Regions from separate parts of the Salvelinus alpinus genome. Here region 2 is linked to region 1. A link is a contact called in public Hi-C data. All regions are on one chromosome and are shown on one strand. The core of a region is the stretch at or near the end of the contact, and the rest is flanking DNA. Distances in the headings are between cores, read along the strand shown.

Region 1 (5,978 bases), core at 1,998-4,497:
ACCACGTTGAGGGCCGTTTGGTGAGTGTTGCCGTCCAGAATATGTTCCCGCAGACGCTCGACGATCAGTGTGACCATGGCATGGTTGCGAGGAGTAGGGGAGGTGGGTAAGGGGGAGGGGTGACCCTCTGTCTGTTCGTCCGTCTGATTGTGAGTAGCCAAGCTATTCTGGCACCTCCAGTACTCCTCTGGGCCAGGTTGCCCTGCCCAGTCTCACTGGGGCATGTTCATCACTGTAGTCAGCTCACCTGAAGGGAGAAATCAGACACACAACAGGAGCCCTGTTGCCACTTTTGTCTTCTCAACAGGAAAAGGCAGTACAAGGGTCACCTTCATTAAGCTCCAAAACAGGAGCAGGTGTTTAAAACGGTGGTGGTGCCTCTTAAATGGGAAATCTGTCTAAATGTTTTAGGACATTTGCAATAATCCCATTTTCATCATATTCTGTACAGTTGGCCATATTGACTTTGGTGACCCATCCCTTTCTCTGTCAAAAGTCTCCAGACCTAGAAGATGGAGACTGACTTTGAGATACTCAACCACTGAACAAACCTTTAGGAAACATGCACATTAACATGTGTTCAGACACACACTATGTAAGTGCAGAAAGATTGGTGACAGGTGCCTGGGGAAAGCATGAAGGCTCAAGGTGCCTGCTGTTCAGGGCTTACCTGCCTGATGAAGCCACTCTGGGTTTCTTGAACAGTCCACGCTATCCGGAATCCCTGGGACGTCCCTATCCCATTGAAATTAAAATGTAAAATGGTTAGGGTAAGGGTTAAGGTTATGGACATCCCCTAGATTCCAGATGGCATTGATCACTAAGCACATGTCCAACAACCAGAACATTTAACCAAAAACGAATATCTCAACCAGTAACCTTAAAAGGATACTTTGGGATTTTGGCAATGAGGAAATGTATCTATTTCCCCAGAGTCAGATAAACTTGTGGATGCCATTTTTTATTTCTCTGCGTGCAGTTTGAAGGAAGTTAACTACAGCTAGCGCCATGATTGGAAGTATATGGCAATAGTAATAGCGTCTTTTTATAGGCACTAAATCCGCCATGGTTTGTTGAACAAAGTCTATGGAGAAAATGAATGGAGTTGTTTTTTAATATTGTAATGAAACAGGCATGGAGCAGGTCTCGAACCCTCGACCTTCTAGCCCGAGGTCCGGCGCGCTATCGACTGTGCCGCAAAAGCATGCTCGTGCGGCGTAGTCGATTTCCGCGCTTATAAACCCAGGGTCGTTACAATATTTTGTTGTTGATAAACACCGAAAATAAGGTCTGTGGTAAGCAGGCTTAGGAGATCTTGTACGTTTTGTTCTACGATATAATCTTCATCAGCTAACGTCCCTTTCTGTGAATTTTTAAGCATGTATGTAATAAAGCACAACAAAGCTCATAAAGGCTTCATAATTCACGAAGGTCATGTTAACTGACTGATATCTCATAGAACAAATCGTATAAGATCTCATAAACCGGTGTTAAACGGCAACAATAATGTCTGAGGTTATTACAAAACCCTATTCTTTCCCCATAGGAATGTCTGAACAAACCAGAGATAAATCATTCCGTTTTTTAGGACTACAAGCTGGCGAGCTCAATGAACTGGAAGCCTATGGTATCTGCTAGCATGCTAGTAGATACCCATAGACGTCCAGTCATTGCACTAGCAGATACTCATAGACTTCCAGTCATTGCGCTAACGCTAGTTATCATTGGCTCGCAAAACTTACTCTTACTTCATACTGGACACCAACATAAAAATGGTATCCACCTGACTCTGGAGAAGATAAACAAAGAGCCTCATTGCCAAAGTCCGTAAGTATCCCTTTAATGATGGATATGTACATTTGAAAGGGGGTCATACTGAGGTCCAATCTTGCAAATTATTTTTGTATTTATTATGGATCCCCATTAGCTGCTACCAATGCAGTAGCTACTCTTCCTGCGGTCCAGCAAAATGAAGGCAGTTAACTTATATACAATGAAAAACATTACATTTCAAAACACATTAAGTGTGTACCCTCAGGCCACTGATTTACAACACAAAATCTATATGTACGTGTGTGTATGGTGCGTATGTTATCAAGCTTGCCATATCTATCAATTGGCTCTTCTGCATGATAAAATTGCCAATGGAACAGATTGAGAAATAGCTAGTTTGTTCGGTAGCTACCATTTTGAGGGGGGGGGGGGCATTTGGAAAGCCAGAATGACGGCTACATAGGGCTAGCTAGTAGATAACACAAACTGGCAACCCTGTAGTCCATTACAAACATATCCAGTGTGCAATAGTAGCTATTCATTCACAATTATTATATCGTAGTTTTGAAGGTCGGTCTAAACCCGTTCACATGATATTAAGCATTCTCATCGCTATATCAAATAAAACTAACGTTAGGTATTCCGCTAACATTGGTAGCTAGTTGTGGATGTAACGTTAGATCCACAACTAGCCGCACTGTGACAATCTGATGCTATGGTAGCTAACTAGCCGGTCAGTTAACGCAAGCGCAAATCGTAATGTCTATGGCTAGCAAGCTAACGTTAGCTCAGCCTACGTCAATTTAACTGATTATGCCGATTTGCAGACAAACACATACACATTAAAATCAACATAGGTTGTTGGCCTTAAATTAGTCAATTACAATGACTCCCTCCCCACCATCTGATTCAATCCCTAGCTATCGAGGCTCGCGAGCTATTGCATGCATTTATTGCTACACCCTAGGACCTCTGCGCTGTGTCTAGGACGCGTGCTAGCAAAACACGGCCATGCAGAATATAATGCAGTGAGCTATTTTTCTGATTAATGAGGCTGGTATCAATAACTTTTTGTAACGGCTACTTGATTTAATGTCGTTCTTACCTTGACCAAGAACCCCACCGGACCTTAGGCCTTGCACACACGGGTTAAATACTGCTCATGAAGGATAAACCCAATTTGTAGCCTGTGCAGCTCCCGACTAGTCAGCCGCGCTAGTGTTCGGCTATGGGTCTCCGATGTATTGACCTATTAAAAAGCATAACATGTACCAGACCATTCGTCGATTCCAATATCTGGAACATAAAATCTAATATGATCAGCGTGTCAAATATCTAAAGATACTATCGCCCTTTGAAAAATACATCGCCTACAATCAATTCATCCAGTCGTCCATTTAAAAAAAACATTCACACGCCCGTAAGCGATTGGAATTCATAAATAACATTTACCGTGAGAAGGGGGGAGGGGGGGCAAGCAGTGAGTATTCAATAGTTCAAACAAAATATAAGTCGACAAATTTAAAATAGCTCGGAATTTATGCTGGAAATAAAAAGTTAGCTCAAAATGTCATTCATGTTTGGAATATGCAAAAATTGGACTGAACCGACAAAACTGTTGTGGGACTTGTAGTTCGCTATATCAGGATCAGTTGTTTACGTGACAAATTGATAAGACCTGACAAATAGTGTCAGGGCCCAACATTGGAATCGATAACTTTTTATATTAGGCTCTAAGACGCATTGATCATCCCACAATACATTTGCGTCAAATTGGCGGGTATTGGTGTGGCAAGTAAAAACAAAACAAAAAACACCCTAAGCGTATAGTGTCATCTTGTGGCTGATTGGCGTAATACAGTTAGTATGTTGGAGCCTAGTGCCATTTCCCCAGAGTCAATTTTCCACATATTCAATTTGGAACATATCTTTATTAATTTCGTTCTGCATCAGTACTCAGGTTGTACAAAAATACAATTAAGAAAAAAAAAAAAAAGAATAAAAAAACTACTAAACAAAGTGATAGCATTTTCCCCATCGACATTGTTTTTAGAAAAACAGCTAGGTAGGCAGGAGAGGATGGTGCATGAGACCGTATAGAGCCTGACAGTCAGTTGGGTCACAGACTGGTGAACATGGTGATGTGGCTGGTGAGCCAAACGCAACAAAGCTAATACATCTTTACTCTTTAGAGAGAAAACAGAATTCAGGCAGGTCAGGATAGAATCCTGTTTTAGAGAGGATGGGGCAGTGAAAACTTAACTAAATGTAATTGTGACAAAGGTAAACGGTGCAAAAAAAGTGAATTACAGTGGGTCCAAATAGACATTAATGTAGGTACATGATTAGTGAAGCAGTTTGAAAATGTGCGATACAAAACCATAACCAAAGTGTAAAAAGTGAACCCAAAAGTTGTAAATATTTTACAGCAATCATCCCTTTCATAGTCAGCACAACACCCAGTGCAACCCTGCAAGTCTATTAGGATATACCCAAAAGATCTACCGCTGTGACTGACAGCAATGATCAGTATGGCTTCCACAGTAGCCGGTCGCCCTGCAGGTGCGCCTGTTGATCGCGGGAGTGGTCAGTTTCCAGGAGAAATCTCAGCCATCCCACCACATTCTCATCAGCTGTTAGATGACTGCTAAAGGCGTACCCCAAGCCTGGCTGGGAGGATGGCACCTGAGGACCCGACACATCCACCTAAAGAGAGGCAAGTCACAGTCTGTACAGTTCTCCAAATACAAGACAAAATCGGGGGGGATGAAAAAAAAAAGAAGTTAAATCCCACGACAGTTAAAAAGAGTAAAACTGACACACCTGAGATCCATGGGGAAACATCCAGGGACTGTTGAATGACATTACTGCAGGTTTAGAGGAGAAGGGGGCTTTGGAGTTTGACAGCATCCCTCTGGTCCTCTCTTTACCACTACAGTCTTCATATAGCTCGCAATTCATCTGCTCAAGCAACCCCTGCCTGCATATAGTCAAGAATTGATCGGGTCAACTTAAGACAAGCAAATACTATTACAAATGTAAAGACACCCAATACCTACAGTTGGTCAAGAGGGTCTTGTTCCTCAGCTTCTCCATGCGGTTCAGACAGAGGGTCCCACGCATGCAGAGCTCTCCGCCAAAGGCGAACCTGCATGTCCCAGGAACGGCGGCTGTATTTTCTATATTTGTTTGGAGTGGATGGGTGCAGCCCAGAGATTCTCAGACGCCTTGTAATCAGATAGGGGAGAAAAGAATGAATAAATATTCCACCTACTCATGGAGACTTACATTTATAGCCAACTTTTAAGTTTCCAAGGTTTCATCCAATAAATAGTTCAGTAAATGTGTTTAGGGCTTTTCGCAGGCCATTAGTTATCCTTTAGAACCTAGTTACCGTGCCCTTTTCTGATTGCAAAAAAATAAACAGATAATAATCAGTTGTCATACTTGGGAACTTGCTCCAGGTAATTCTGGTAGCCAGAGGTGTTCTTGCCGTACTGAACCTGTTTCTGCCGTCGTTTCAGAACAGATTCATTGCCTTCCATGTGAGCTGGATCCAGGTTTCGTGGGGCCAAACGCATCCCTGCCTGGGACCTAGGGAAACAAGCCTTCAGGATTTCTACTAAGATTGCTTGAAATAGTGCATGGAATTTACCATCTAAATAGAGAACATGTTATACATTTCAAAAGAGCAATGGTAAAGGGTTCAATTCAACTGATTAAGGAACTGAGGCCCTTCATATAGGAGTCCTTAACTATGCTCTTTAGGCTGACAAAAATAAATGAGTGGATTCCTACCTCCTGATACCATCCATGTCTTCTGTTCCAACAGCAACACTTGCAGTAGACATCCTAAGGATACATCGCTCAAGGATAGAGGCCCTGATAGGAAAAGCAATCAGACAAAAGTTCAGGTTAGAGTAATCAAGATAAAAATCAGGAAAGAAAGGACCTAAATGTTTTCCTTTGCAAAAAAAATACTCTAGTGTGCACTAACAAATAGAACCGTTATTAGAGCAGAAGTCCAAGGCAGGTGCTGGAATACCAGAGTAATGAAAAATACCTGCGCAGCTTTTGCATAGCAGGGGCAGGTCCTCTTTCTCCATTAATGGGGGAGGGCGGCATGGCTGGGGCTGTATTACTGAAAGGGACAGGAAAATAAAGGAAAGGGGGATACCTAGTCAGTTGTACAACTGAATGCAGTC
Region 2 (5,978 bases), core at 2,067-4,566, 160 kb before region 1:
TTACTCGTTATAGTTGTTAAAAACATCATAATGTAGTTAATTTGAACCGTTTTATAGCAATTTATATCCGTTTAGTGCGATTCTGAGGAATTTCTTTGTCGTGCACTTTTTAGCTTTGGGAACGTTTCGGGGTCTCGGTCGTTGTTAGTGGACATTTCGAAGGACAGAGGACATCTATCGACCAAAAGAAGTTTATAACATAGAAAGGATACATTGCCCAAGAATCTGATGGAAGAACAGCTCAAAGTAAGCAATATTTAATATGATAAATCGTTGTTCTGTCGAAATATTTTAAACGCATATTTCGCCATTTTGTTTGGTATAGCTTCACTTGGCGAACCCTGTATTGAAAAGTAAGGATAATTTTAAAAATGTAAGTCAGCGGTTGCATTAAGAACTAATTTGTCTTTCGATTCCTGTCAACCCTGTATTTTTTAGTCAAGTATATGATTAGCTTTCGATTAAACTAGATCACTCTGAAAGCTGACGTCCCTCATTTTGATGCTTGAGTTGTGACTATTTCCATTGTATAACCACGGTTTTGTATGGCTAAATATGCACATTTTCGAACAAACTGTATATGTATGTTGTAAAATGATGTTACAGGAGTGTCATCGGAAGAATTCTGAGAAGGTTAGTGAAAAAATTAATATATTTTGGCGGTGATTACGTTATAGCGCTCTTTGGCTGGAATCGATGCTCTGGTAACGTTTTCACATGTGGTATGCTAACTTATCGATTTATTGTGTTTTCGCTGTAAAACGCTTAGAAAATCTGAAATATTGTCTGGAATCACAAGATCTGGGTCTTTCCATTGCTATGCTTTGTCTATTCTTATGAAATGTTTTATTAAGAGTAAATTGGTCATACACGTTGCTCTCTATAGTAATTCTAGTCGTCTTGTGATGGTCGGTGCAATTGTAAACTGTGATTTCTACCTGAAATATGCACTTTTTTCTAACAAAACCTATCCTATACCATAAATATGTTATCAGACTGTCATCTGAAGAGGTTTTTTCTTGGTTAGTGGCTATCAATATCTTAGTTTAGCCGAATTGGTGATAGCACCTGAAGTAGTAAGAAACTGATGGAGTTAGAAAAGTGGTGTATTTTGCTAACGTGTTTAGCTAATAGATTTACATATTTTATCTTCCCTGTAAAACATTTTAAAAATCTGAAATGGTGGCTTTATTCACAAGATCTGTATCTTTCATCTGGTGTCTTGGACTTGTGATTTAATGATATTTAGATGCTACTATCTACTTGTGAAGCTATGCTAGCTATGCTAATCAGTGTGTGGGGGGGTGGGGGGTGATCCCGGACCCGGGGTAGAGGCTCGTTAGAGGATAAACTCTCTTGGTAAAAAATATGGTCTCCAGTTTATCATGAGGTATTCTAACTCAGGCGAGCAGAACCTTAAGACTTCCTTAAAATTGTATAATGTTAACAAAGAGACATACACCTCCCCCATTGAGCTTTTCCGACTCTGCCGTTCTGTCCTGCTGATGCATAGAAAAGACAGCTAGATGTATATTATCCATGTCCCAGCCACGACTCTGAGAAACATAGGATATAACAGTTTTTCAGGTCCCGTCGATAGGATAGTCTCGAATGGAGCTCGTCCTGTTTGTTCTCCAGTGGTTGTACGTTCGCCAATAGATTGGAGAGTCGAGGCGGTTTATCTACTCGCCGATTTAGTTTTGTCAGGGTGCCCGCACATCGGCCTCTCTTACGCCGCCTTTTTATTTTCTGAGTCTCAGGGATTAGGGGCCTGGTTCAGGGGGAGCAGTATGTCCTGCGTCTCAGGGATTAGGGCCTGGTCCGGGGGAGCAGTATGTCCTGAGTCTCAGGGATTAGGGCCTGGTTCAGGGGGAGCAGTATGTCCTGCGTCTCAGGGATTAGGGCCTGGTCCCGGTGGAGCAGTATGTCCTGCGTCTCAGGGATTAGGGCCTGGTCCCGGTGGAGCAGTATGTCCTGCGTCTCAGGGATTAGGGCCTGGTCCCGGTGGAGCAGTATGTCCTGCGTCTCAGGGATTAAGGCCTGGTCCGGGGGGACCAGTATGTCCTGCGTCTCAGGGATTAGGGCCAACGTTAGTGATTGCTGTTCTGATGTCCAGAAGATATTTTTGGTAATAAGAAACCATGGCGAAAACATTATGTACAAAAAGAGTGACGAGCAGTGCAAAAAAAATTAAAAAATTGCAGAATTAGTCAGGAGCCCGTAAAACGGCTGCGCCATTCTCATACCAATAATGTCTGTGCTTGATTGAGCTTGCCTGTTGCAATGAAACCAATAGAAACATCCTTCTCACCTGAAACTCCAGGAAGGTTAAAGTAAAATATTTGAACGATTTCTAATAGTATTTGAACCCAGGTCTGCTATCTTGGGCCATTACTAATAATGACTGTTGAAACATTGTCTGCCCCCACCTCACTCTTTCTATGCACTGCCACTGTGCATCTATAGGTCGGAGACTGTCAAGGAATAGCCGCACCAGAGGAGAATCTGCCAGTTCCCCCAGCGTCTGCAGCAGGAACACCCCAGTGAAAGAACCCATGTGAGAGGACTTAAGACACCAAGCAGATCCACAGAACTATGAAGCTCTTACAGACATATTGGGTGATCCAAACATACAGTTGAAGTCGGAAGTTTACGTACACTTAGGTTGGAGTCATTAAAACTAGTTTTTCAACCAATCCACACATTTCTTGTTAACAAACTATAGTTTTGGCAAGTCGGTTAGGACATCTACTTTGTGCATGACAGAAGTAATTTTTCCAACAATTGTTTACAGAGAGATTATTTCACTTATAATTCACTGTAACACAATTCCAGTGGGTCAGAAGTTTACATACACTAAGTTGACTGTGCCTTTAAACAGCTTGGAAAATTCCATAAAATGATGTCATGGCTTTAGAAGCTTCTGGTAGCCTAATTGACATAATTTGAGTCAATTGGAGGTGTACCTGTGGCTCTATTTCATATGGCAGCGTAGCCTAGTGGTTAGAGCGTTGGAATAGTAACCGAAAGGTTGCAAGTTCAAATCTGTGAGTTGACAAGGTAAAAATCTGTTGTTCTGCCCTTGAACAAGGCAATTAACCCACTGTTAACTGAATAAGAATTTGTTCTTAACCTTCTTCTTGCCTAGTTAAATAAAGGTTAAAAAAAATCATGCACTGGATTTAATTTATTTTCAATTAATGATGAATTATGTGAACTTGCCTAAAACGTGTGCAAGTCTGTGTGCATTATTTGGAAGGGTAAAACAGAAGAACCTCTGCTTTTCTGAGCGCAAAGGAAACAGCTGTCAGTAGTTGAGAATGAGAGGAAGTCATGTGATCAGGCGATTTGATTTGTCTTTATTAAAGACCTGACACATGAGAGTGAGAAAGTGACAACCCGATCATGGAGACTCGCTGCATTTCAGGCTGGTTTCTCCTCTGTCTACTTTCAGGTTAGTGATGCTCGATATATCTCTTTTAGCCTGGTTAATAAGTAAATGAATAGGATTTAAAATAAAATTCAGTTCTCACTACTTCTTCTCTCTCATTTTCAGTCAGTGAATGCAGTCAAGTCATTGGTATTGAGGGTCAGAATATCACTCTGCCATTTAAATATGATGCCAAATCTCATGGTCTCCAACACATTTGCTGGGGGAAAGGAACCATACCGATCTCTGGTGGTTGTGACAATGAAATAATCTCAACTGATGGATCTGAAGTGACACGTAGATCGTCAGTTAAGTATCAGTTATTGGGTGATTTGAAGACGGGGGATGTCACTCTAACCATCTCCAATACTACAGAGATAGACTCTGGAACATATGGATGTCGAGTGCAGTACGTTGGATTGTTCAATGATGAGAAATATCACGTCACCTTGACCATTGAGAAAGGTAAAGAATGCACAACATGCCAGGATATAACTTGATGCTTATCAGATGAGAATTGTGAGCCTACTAAGGAATATTATGATTTCACAGCATGTATACTTGTTCAAGCTGAGCAGTTAGTATTTTTTTACTGTCTGATTTCAGCACCTTTCCCGACAACATCGCAGACATCTGCCAATGTGACCATAACCCCACAGACCACGGACAACCACAACCACGGTACGGAACACAGCCTACAGAATAACATGATGTCAGTCCATAGAAGTCTTATTTTACATCGTTTTTTTTATTGCAGTATTATTCTTACACGTGAAAACATACTTTTACTTCCTGATTGTGTAGGTCCTGTGACCTCAATATCTACTGAGTATTCATCCACGGTATATTACAGCGAATCAAAACCAGTAAGCTTGACAACATACTGCAATTCCTGCAAAAATACGAAACACTGCTGTGAGATGCCGTTTTAACTGATATGAATCTGTGATGTCTACAGGAGACGAGAGGCAACGACCTGGCTGTGATACTGGTGTCCATTCTACTTGTTCTGACAGGCGTGGGGATTGTGTCTGTACTCGTCATGAGTAAGTACACACCATCTATACCTTTGCCTGTATAATAAGAACTAATTCTCTCGATGAACATCTTACTGATGTAATTGCAGGAAAGCGATGGGAAAGATTTGCTACGGTACTCCAAATGTAAGTAGACTATTATCATCTTCCAACTGACACAGTAGTTGAATCACCACAATATGCCAAGAGAATGACTGAATCACTGTGCAATATCTATCGATGGGACATGTAGGCCTAATTAGCAAAACCATTAGGTCTATGGTAAATGTCTGTGAGGTAATACTGTAATTATGACTAATGAGACCCAAGACCACAACAGATTGAGGAAGTGACCCAAGACCACACCAGATTGAGGAAGTGACCCAATAAGGAGGCTTTAGTGGCTGGAATAGTGGAGAACAATTGGAGGTTTACTCAATAGCAATGCAAATAACATGGTACAGTTATATGGACAGTCAATCATTATGGTACTTTTTAATGGTAAGTTTACCAACATATATAATGATAAATAGAATTGAAATGTGTATCTCATTATGGTGAAATAAGTATAGCCAGTTATAATTGTAACTTAGCAGTTAATAAGACAAGAAGATCAGTGTTTACGGTAAAAGAGAAGGAATATAATCTAATAATCTATGGTTTACAGGAAAATCATTCAACTATTTTGGATTTTTGGGGGGAAAGGGACTGGGGGGGATATACTTCTCCCGTGGGCAAAGACTTAAAAGGGGTGATGTTATTAATTAACAATATTTTTTTATCTGAATAAGCTAATTGTCCAATCAGATCCCGTAAAGTAGATTTTTTGAAATATGTTATTGGACCATAAACAGATTTGGCTCATTAATCTGTACGGTCTAAATAATGATGATCCATGCTTCTGTTAAAATATATATAATAATTAATCTAGCCTAAAAGCAATACAAGACTCTATTATTATGGTGGGAGATTATAATACGGTTTTAAATACCTCAATGGACCGTAAAGAAAAATCACACTACAAACACCCTCATGCACTTAAGGAAATCACAAATATCATAGATATATTGGAACTAGCGGATAAATGGAGGCTTAAATATCCTGATCTAGTGAGATATACAGTACCAGTCAAAAGTTTGGACACACCTACTCATTCCAGAGTTTTTCTTTATTTCTACTATTTTCTACATTGTATAATAATAGTGAAGACATCAAAACTATGAAATAACACATATGGAATCACGTAGTAACCAAAAAAGTGTTACATATTTTATATTTGAGATTCTACAAAGTAGCCACCCTTTGCCTTGATGACAGCTTTGCACACTCTTGGCATTCTCTCAACCAGCTTCATGGGGTAGTCACCTGGAATGCATTTCAATATTATTTATTTTTCCTTTATTTAACTAGGCACGTCAGTTAAGAACAAATTATTATTTTCAATTATGGCTTAGGAACAGTGGGTTAACTGCCTTGTTCAGGGGCAGAATGACAGATTTTTACCTTGTCAGCTCAGGGACTCGATCTTGCAA

What was found. A called contact is a pair of places that touch in the nucleus more often than the background predicts.
Region 2: a contact with region 1 is called in a Hi-C map of muscle, with 6 times the contacts expected there. The contact joins the promoter of LOC139537834 here to the promoter of fam53c in region 1. A contact is called at or near these places in 2 of 3 Hi-C or Micro-C datasets (muscle and red muscle).

What each region holds. Positions count from the first base shown.
Region 1 is chr13:48,261,446-48,267,423 of SLU_Salpinus.1, reverse strand. It overlaps fam53c (family with sequence similarity 53 member C), which reads right to left and starts at 3,247. Exons shown (of 6, transcript XM_071339646.1): 1 at 2,879-3,247; 2 at 671-735; 3 at 3-247. The coding sequence starts at 77. It overlaps slbp2 (stem-loop binding protein 2), which reads right to left. Exons shown (of 8, transcript XM_071339649.1): 3 at 5,837-5,914; 4 at 5,572-5,655; 5 at 5,221-5,367; 6 at 4,833-5,000; 7 at 4,597-4,753; 8 at 3,685-4,479. The coding sequence ends at 4,300.
Region 2 is chr13:48,419,535-48,425,512 of SLU_Salpinus.1, reverse strand. It overlaps LOC139537834 (T-cell immunoglobulin and mucin domain-containing protein 4-like), which reads left to right and starts at 3,316. Exons shown (of 7, transcript XM_071339659.1): 1 at 3,316-3,454; 2 at 3,557-3,895; 3 at 4,037-4,111; 4 at 4,235-4,296; 5 at 4,389-4,476; 6 at 4,557-4,593. The coding sequence starts at 3,406.